Linked DNA regions of Pan troglodytes: region 1 is linked to region 2. Evidence: chromatin contacts called from public Hi-C data. All regions are on one chromosome and are shown on one strand. The core of a region is the stretch at or near the end of the contact, and the rest is flanking DNA. Distances in the headings are between cores, read along the strand shown. Region 1 holds the start of TEX10 (testis expressed 10). Region 2 holds the start of MSANTD3 (Myb/SANT DNA binding domain containing 3).

Region 1 (4,121 bases), core at 538-3,037, 160 kb before region 2:
AATGTACCTCAGAAAAGTTTGGAAGTCACGCCTTTATCAAGAAGTTGAAAAGGGATTCATTCACAGAACTGAGCTCTGCAAAACCACCTTTAACATACCAGAATTAACCTGAAGACTGGAAGTCTTCGTGGCAAAACAGTTTGGCTTATTTCATTTGTCCCTATTACCAAATTTTCATCTCACCCACACCTCTAGTTACCTTAGTCTTTAAAAAAAAAAAAAAAAAAAAAAAAAAAAAAAAGCTGGGGGTCGGTGGGTGGGTGGGAGGGAATAAGGCCTAAAAAGAAGGCCATGATACTCACCTGGCCTCTTTTAATACAAAAATGGTTTTCATTAATTAAGCAAGCACACTTTGTGAGCTTTTCCTACAATTTTATTACTAGCTGGTACCAGACACGAAAGTAAATGGTACAGGACATTCAGAAAAATTAACTCCCTTCCTCCTCCACTCCTGTGGGTTCTATTTAGCCATTAACCACCTGATAGATCTTCAACAGTCTACTGTCAACTTTATGCCATATTATCTATCGCTTTGTATTAGTCACATTACTGCTTTCTCTGTTAGGAAAATTAAGAAGGCTGATTGACCTTCCTTGACTTTTCAAACCTAGTAATATTATTACGGGATACAAAGCATTTTTATGCGAAGAACTCTCAAAGTTCTACTAGTAATTGACTTTAACTTATAACAAAGATTTTCATAACACAGCAAATCAAAAAGTCCCACTAAGCCACTTTTACAGTAGCCGTTTTTTAGCAAAAGGTAGGAACGCCAGTCTCAGAGGAGGAGCTCACATCACTAGTCCTTAGGTTTGCGATCCCCAATAGTTTCAAAGCTGAATGTCACACATTCCTACTGTAGGTCTTTTCTGCTAATTCCAACAAAAGGCAGATCCTAGCGTTTTTAGGATTTCAATCGAACTAAATTCCAACTATAAATAGTTTGCCTGCCACCTTCTTACCCTTCCTCATTTCCACCTTCTTTTCCAAAAAAAATCAGAGAGAACGATCGTACTGCACTCGGCCTTTGATAATTTCCTCCCCAAACCCTTAAACTCATGAGTTCCTCCAAACTCCACTGAGGGGCCAACCAGAGGCGACAGACTTCCCAAAAAGCAAATGGCCCAGGCAGGGGCGACCCCAGAAAACTGGTAGTCCCCTTCCGCTCGCTTAACTCTCCCGCCTGGGCGACCAGAAGACGGAACAGGGGACGCCAGCTCATCCCCACTCCGTATTCGGTCCTGCATCCATCCCAGAGGCGAACACACCGTGGGTTTTAGGAAACCATCGTTCCTCCTACTCCAAGGGACGCCGGCCAGGACCAGAGTCGGGGAAGTGGGGCCCGATTCACACACTCCGGCCTAAAACTCTCTCGGACCCGAAACCGGGCGAACCCGCCCAGTCACCTGAAGCTCCGCAAACGCCCTAGGGGGTCCCGCCCCCGCAGTGCCGGCCGCACACCCAGGCCCAGCTCGGAGGGACGCCGCGGCCCAGACCCGGGGGACGCACATCGTGCACGGCCGACCCTGCCCGCTTGGGCCGCGGATCGGGGGGCGACGGCCCCACCACGCTCTGTCCCGCGCCCCGGGAGGACCCGGCCCGACTGGCGACGGCCGCTTACCTGAGGACCCGGCCGCGGCCGGGGCGAGGAGCCCGAGGAGACAAGCGAGGGAGCAGAAGCCCACGGGGCAACAGCGTGCGCCGCCGGCCTCAGGCTCTAGCTCCCGGAGCGTGTTTTCAAATAGCCTCGTCCTCACGCGGCCGCGTCTCCTTCCGCCGCCCGGAAATCAGGGCCCCTCCCCCTCCCTGCTGTGCTCACGTGATCGCAGCCCGCAGCCGCGCGCAACCGGGGAGGCGGGAGCGGGAGCGGTAGGCCCCGCCCACAGAGGAGGGTACCCCGCCGGAAGCCCCCTGCTCTGTGGGAACCGGAGGGAGGACAGCGCGAGGTCCCCGGACAAAGCGTGGCGCATAAGTCCGGCCCGTAACTTGGTGGGCAGGCAACTTAGGGGATGTGGGCCTGGTTATAGCTGAGCATGCTTTTCTATTCCTCCCAGACCACAGTTCTTCAGACCTGGAGCCACTTTCAGAGAAGAGTATAAGTTGCACTGAATTGAAAAAGGGAAAAGTTTAGGACTGCAGAAGATGGAATTCCTGGGGACGTTAAACTGGGCTAAGATGGAGCAGATAAGATTTCCTTAATTAGAGCAAGACACACCTAGTATCTAGAGCCTGGAAGTCTTGGTCAAGGATTCTCCCTAACATCTCAGTTTCTCAGCACTAACATTCCTGCTACTAAAATGAAGTGAGAAATTAATTTCTGAAGTTAAGTAAAGAAATAAACTAAAATTCCTAGAAAAGAGGTAAGAAGAATGAGCCTTTGAAAAATGTCTTCACAAAGACTGGCATGATGGCATGGAAGAAAGAGCCCCAGGTAAGGGCTTCAGACCTTGATTCAAATTTGTGTCTACACCTCACCAGATAATTAAGACTTAGTAAAGCTGGCGAAGATATTGACCCTCATTATATTGGGTGGGAATTCAAAGGAATGATGTCTAAATCCAGGGAGACCCAAGCACTGGAACTAAAACCATGCCTGTTCCATAATCGGAGATAAAGAGGCAGCGCTAGAAACCCTGACCTCCCTTTGCTGGCAATATGGCTACATCACCACAATCTGCCTGGAATCGACCATAACCATAAATATTTGGGAGTCATTGGCATTATGTGGCATTATATTCTATTTAAAGCTATGAGACTAGATCAGAAGAGGAAAGATTTATTGCCAACCAGACATGTCCCTGGAACTCCAAACTTGTATCCAACAGTTTTTTCAATGTTTCCTTCAGATATCCAGTATACATCTCAAGGTCAACTTGTCCAAAACAGAGCTACTGATGATTTTCCCCTTGAAATCTACTCTTCCTACAGCTTATTCATCTCAAATAGTAAGTCTATCCTTGCAGTTACTCAAGCAGAAACCTTTGGGTTTTTGGTTTGGCCTCTTTGTTTCACACCTCACATCTAATCCATCTGGAGATTGACTCTACCTTTAAAGACATCCTAACTTTCACCAGTTAACACACCTCCCCTGCTACCATTCTGGTCCAAGCCGCTTCTTGATCACTGCAAAAAGCCTGCAAACACATCTTCCTGCTTCCCTTATTGTCCCTCTTCCCCCTACAGTCTGGTATCAGCAGAGCAGCTGTGTGATTATTTTAAGATCTAGGTTAGATCAGATCACTCTTTGGCTCAAAACCCTTTAATGGCTCCCTATTTCACTTCGAGTAAAAGCCAGAGTCCTTTCTAGGGCCTTCCCTTAGGCTGTTCTTGCATGGCTATAAAGAAATACCTGAGACTGGGTAATTTATAAAGAAATACCTGAGACTGGGTAATTTATAAAGAAAAGAGGTTTAATTGGCTCATGGTTTTGCTGGCTTTACAGGAAGCATTATTTTGGCATCTGCTTGCTTTTGGTGAAGTCTCAGGGAGCTTTCAATCATAGTAGGTGAAGGGGGAACAGGCATGTCACGTGTTGAAAGCAGGAGCAAGAGAGAGAGCAAAAGAAAAGAGACAGAGAGAGAGGTGCCACACATTTTTAAACAGCCAAATCTGATGAGAACTCACTATCACTAAACAAGCACCAAGCCATGAGGGATCCACCCCCACGACCCAAGCATGTCCCACCAGGCCCCACCTCCAGCATTGAGGATTACAACTCAACATGAGATTTGAGCAGGGACAAATATCCAAACCATATCAGTTCTCAAGCTCTTCCATATTCTGACACAGTCTCTTACCATCTGAGCACTCCTCCTTCCACTCTCCCCTTTTTTACTCTGCTCCAGTCACACTTGCTTCTTTGCCTTCCTCAAACACCAGTGACACACTCCTGCTTTTGGACCTTTCCTTTAGCTTTTCTGTCTGCCTGAAACACTCTTCCCCAATAAGTCCATGTGGCTAACTCCCTCTCCTCCCCTGAGTCCACTCAAATATCTTCTCAGGGAGCCCTACCCTGACCACCTCATTTAAAATAACAAATTACCTTCTCCCAGGACTTGCAATTTCCTTTTAGAACATATCACCTTCTGGGAACATCACACTCTGGGGACTGTTGTGGGGTG
Region 2 (4,182 bases), core at 1,512-4,011:
TTTATTACAGCATTAATTTTTTTATTTTTAAAATTTTATCTGTTTATTTATTTTGAGACCAGGTTATGAGACTGGCTAATTTTTGTATTTTTGGTAGAGATGGGGTTTTGCCACGTTGCTCAGGCTGGTCTTGAACTCCTGGGCTCAAGCGATCCACGTGCTCCAGCCTCCCAAAATGCTGGGATTACAGGCATGAGCCACAATCTTCATTATTTAAATCAATAAAATAACACTGATCATTTGCTGAAGTTAAGACTAGAAGCTTTTACCTACCCAGCCAGGTAGGCATCATATTCCCATCTTAGAAATGAGAAAACTGGCCGGGCATGGTGGCTCATGCCTGTAATCCCAGCACTTTGGGAGGCAGAGGCGGGCGGATCACGAGGTCAGGAGATCGAGACCATACTGGCTAACATGGTGAAACCCCGTCTCTACTAAAAATACAAAAAAAATTAGCCAGGCGTGGTGGCAGGCGCCTGTAGTCCCAGCTACTCGGGAGGCTGAGGCAGGAGAATGGCGTGAACCTGGGAGGTGGAGCTTGCAGTGAGCCGAGATTGCGCCACCACTGCACTCCAGCCTGGGTGACAAAGCGAGACTCCGTCTCAAAAAAAAAAAAAAAAAAGAAAAAAATGAAATGAGAAAACTGAGATTCAGGAGCTTAACTTAGTTCACGTTTATCTAGTGCTTTTTCCACACTGTATCACTTTATCAATCAAATTTCCAATCTGAATTGACCTTCTAATGTCACACCCCAATAGTTTTCCCTTGACCGTATCTGCATTTAAGAAGGGAATCTTCATGGACTTATAATATGGCACTAAGTGGAAAACAAGTGTAAATGATGTACAGCCTTGGCTTTCGGTGTGGTATCATAGTTTGTTTGCTAGCACATTGTAGCAACTCCCCTGGCATAATTTTAGTTTCCAGGCTCTCTGGACAATTTCAAGGCCTCCTGGACATCAGACAAATTATTGTTAAAATAATGAATGAGATGCCTGTAATCCCAGCACTTTGGGAGACTGAGGTGGGCAGATCACTTGAGGTCAGGAGTTCGAGACCAGCCTGGCCAACATGGCGAAATCCTGTCTCTACTAAAATTACAAAAATTATCCAGGAGTGGTGGCACATGCCTATAGTCCCAGCTACTTGGGAGGCTGAGGCAGGAGAATTGCTTGAACCCGGGAGGCGGAGGTTGCAGTGAGCCAAGATTGCACCATTGCACTCCAGCAGACTCTGTCTCAAAAAAAAAAGAAAAGAAAAAGAATGAGGACCAGTATAGCTCTTAGTTTAGGGTCTTTATTTTTATTGGTGCTTCTGCCCTGGATTGTTTTTTGAGGGAAGAAAGAAAGGGTTGCGTGATTCTTTGTACATAGTGAAAACCTAGATCAGTTTTTATTTTAGGGCTATGGATAGTGGGAGTTGGGAGGGCAAGCAATAGTCTCAAAAATGTTCAAGGAATTAAAACACAAAAACGGAAAATTGCAAGTGTTGACAAGGTTGTGGAAACTTGGAACCCTCAAACATTGGTGATGGGAATGTAAAATGATTCATTCAGCTACTGTGGAAAACTTTTTGGCAGTTCCTGGAAAAGTTAAACATAGAATTACCCTATGACCCAGAAAGTCCACTCCTAGGTATGTATCCAAAAGAACTGGGAACAGGTACTCAAATATGTGTACAGGCATGTTCAGAGCAGCACTATTCACAATAGCCAAAAGGTGGAAATAACCCAAATATCTATCAAGGGATGAATGAATAAACAAATTATAATATACACATACAATGGGATATTAATCAGCCATAAAAAGGAACGAAGTACTGATCCACGCCTCAACATGGATGAATCTTAAATACAGGCTAAGTCAAAGAAACGACACAAAAGGCCGCATATTGTATGGTTGCATTTATATGAAATACCCAGAAAAAAGTAAACTCACAGAGATAGAAAATAGCTGAGTCGTTGCCAGGGTCTGGAGGAAGGAGGGACTGGGGAATTACTGCTTAATGGAGTATGAATGTTTCAGAACTAGATAGAAGTGGTTGCTCAACATTATGAATGTAATAAATGCCACCAAATCGTTCGCTTTTAAGTGGTTTATGTTATGCGAATTTCACCTCAAAAAAAAAAAAAAAGTTAAAAAGCCTTCTCTGCCTTTCTCTGGGGTTGGAGTCTTCCCAATGGATCCAGGGCAAAAGAAACATCCAGCCACTCTGTTTGCAGGAGGAGCAAAGGGTGGCTTGTCCCGACAGTTTGAGCTGTTGTGCATGCATTTACACACGCATTAATTCCAAATGAGTCAGCACAGTGTCCGAGACAGGTCCTGGGCTCCAGTGAGCACAGTCGCTGTCCTGGGGGAGGCACGTTCCGCAAATTAACAGAAGTTCTGATAAACTCAGCATAGGGGGATTCGCTGTCCCAAGTATCAAGGAGTCCTAAAAGAAAAGGGCCTATTTCAGTCGGGGGACCTGGACTGAACTAACTCGTGTTCATGGCCGCCAAATCCCGTGTGACAAATGTATTCTTTTGTTGTTCATAGAAATAAAACAGTTTTTCGGGCCGCTTCAGGAGCTCCTCTGCAAAGGTGGGGAAAAAAGGCAACTAAATCAGCACGAGGACGTCAGCCCGAGGATGTCAGGAGCGGGGTCGGTGCGGACGGGCAGGTGGGCGGGGGGGCACCCCGCGCCCCGCCCCAGTCCCCTGGAGGCCGGCGGCCGCAGCTCGGGGAAGTGGGGACTGGCGCGGGGCCGCGCTCCCGCCCTCCTCGGCGGCGCCGACGGACCGGCAGGCGGCGGGCGGTCCGCGAGGGGGCGGCGGCGTCCGGGCTTTGTGGCCGCGGCGCGCGCGGCGGGGCCTGGCCGGCCGGGGGCGCGCCGCCGCCGCCGCCCGGCGCTCGGGAGCCCGCGGCCCTCCCGGCCGCCCTGCTTGCGAGAGGAGCCCAGGCCGCCCGCGCTCGCGCCTCGCCGGCCCCTCCCCCGGTCGCCGCGGCTGCCGCGCCGCCGCTGCAGGTAGGAGGCTCCCCTTCCGGGCGGGCCGTAGCCGGGCGGGGGCGGGGGTAGGGGGCGCGGGCCGGGCGTAGAGGGGGCCGGGGGCCGGCATGGAGGGTTTCGGGCCGAGCCGCCGCGACCCCGGCCTTGCAGGCTGGGCGCCGGGCGGCCGCCTCTGCGCGCCGCGATGGGACTCGGTGAGTAGGGCCGGCCTGCTGCCTACAAAGCCCCGGGGCGCGGGCCTCCGGGGTACTCAGTGGCGCGCCCATGGCTGGGAGCGGGGTGGGCTTTGGACTCCAGGGCTCGGGGAGCTGCTCAGGGGGAATCCAGGTGACCTGCAGTACCGCGGTCTTCCCATCCCGGCGTCACCACTGTGTGCTGATCACTGTGCTCGGCGCTTTTCCATACTTGTCTCCTTTAAGACCTCCAGTGCCCCGCCCGTCCAGAGTGTAACGGGAGGGATCCCTCACTTGCAGGATGAAGGCCGAGCATCACATCCTTGCTCGACTGACCTTGGGAAAGCTCCTTTACTCCGAGCCGGGGCTACTGTTTCTGTAAATTAGAGGCGGGGGTCGGGGGGGCGTGGTATAATATCTACCCTCAGGTACTATTGTGAAAGATAATGTATGTAAATGATAACAGCTAAATTTTGAGCACTCTGTATGTACCAGGCCCTAGGTACTAAACAGTTGGCATGAATTATCATTGAATCATCACCCTGGCGCTGTGAGGTAGTTACTGTAAATTGCATGAATAATCTTTATTTAGGAGTACGAAACAGTGAAGAATTTAGTCTCCCTATTCCGATTCAGGAGGTTGGGTATTTCTTAGGCGTGATAACATTTAACATTACAGACGTTCCTGCAGTATCGAGGAGAGTAGTTATAGGATGCAGGGATATATTTGTCATACATTTAAAACTGGAGGTAGGATAATATCAGGGCCAGAGAGTGTGCCTTTCAGCATGTCAGAGCAGATGATTGTATTCCAAGGAAATTGCTGAATACTAATTAAAAAACATAGTTTCTGAGTTAGGATTGAGGATGGCTGTGGGAGTCCGGGGCCAGAGAGAGACATGGGTTGGACAAGGGGGAGAAGAAGGATTCTGAAGTCCTGGAGGAAGATGTAGAGGAAGGCACCAGGGTTCACCATCCCTCCCCTGCAGCATTGCTGGGCCAGATTTCATCCCTCCCGTAG

What was found. Hi-C and Micro-C count contacts between places; a contact is called where the count stands out from the background.
Region 1: a Hi-C map of stem cell-derived neural progenitor cells shows a contact between it and region 2, with 2.8 times the contacts expected there. The contact joins the promoter of TEX10 here to the promoter of MSANTD3 in region 2. A contact is called at or near these places in 1 of 7 Hi-C or Micro-C datasets (stem cell-derived neural progenitor cells) and 1 of 1 datasets of contacts at active chromatin or transcription factors (stem cell-derived excitatory neurons).

The regions. Positions count from the first base shown.
Region 1 is chr11:38,159,925-38,164,045 of NHGRI_mPanTro3-v2.0_pri, reverse strand. It overlaps TEX10 (testis expressed 10), which reads right to left and starts at 1,787. Exons shown (of 15, transcript NM_001280494.1): 1 at 1,622-1,787. It overlaps LOC134807728 (major facilitator superfamily domain-containing 14C-like), which reads left to right and starts at 2,731. Exons shown (of 5, transcript XM_063788456.1): 1 at 2,731-2,945. The coding sequence starts at 2,793.
Region 2 is chr11:37,997,358-38,001,539 of NHGRI_mPanTro3-v2.0_pri, reverse strand. MSANTD3 (Myb/SANT DNA binding domain containing 3) reads left to right here and starts at 2,761. Exons shown (of 4, transcript XM_063787625.1): 1 at 2,761-3,006.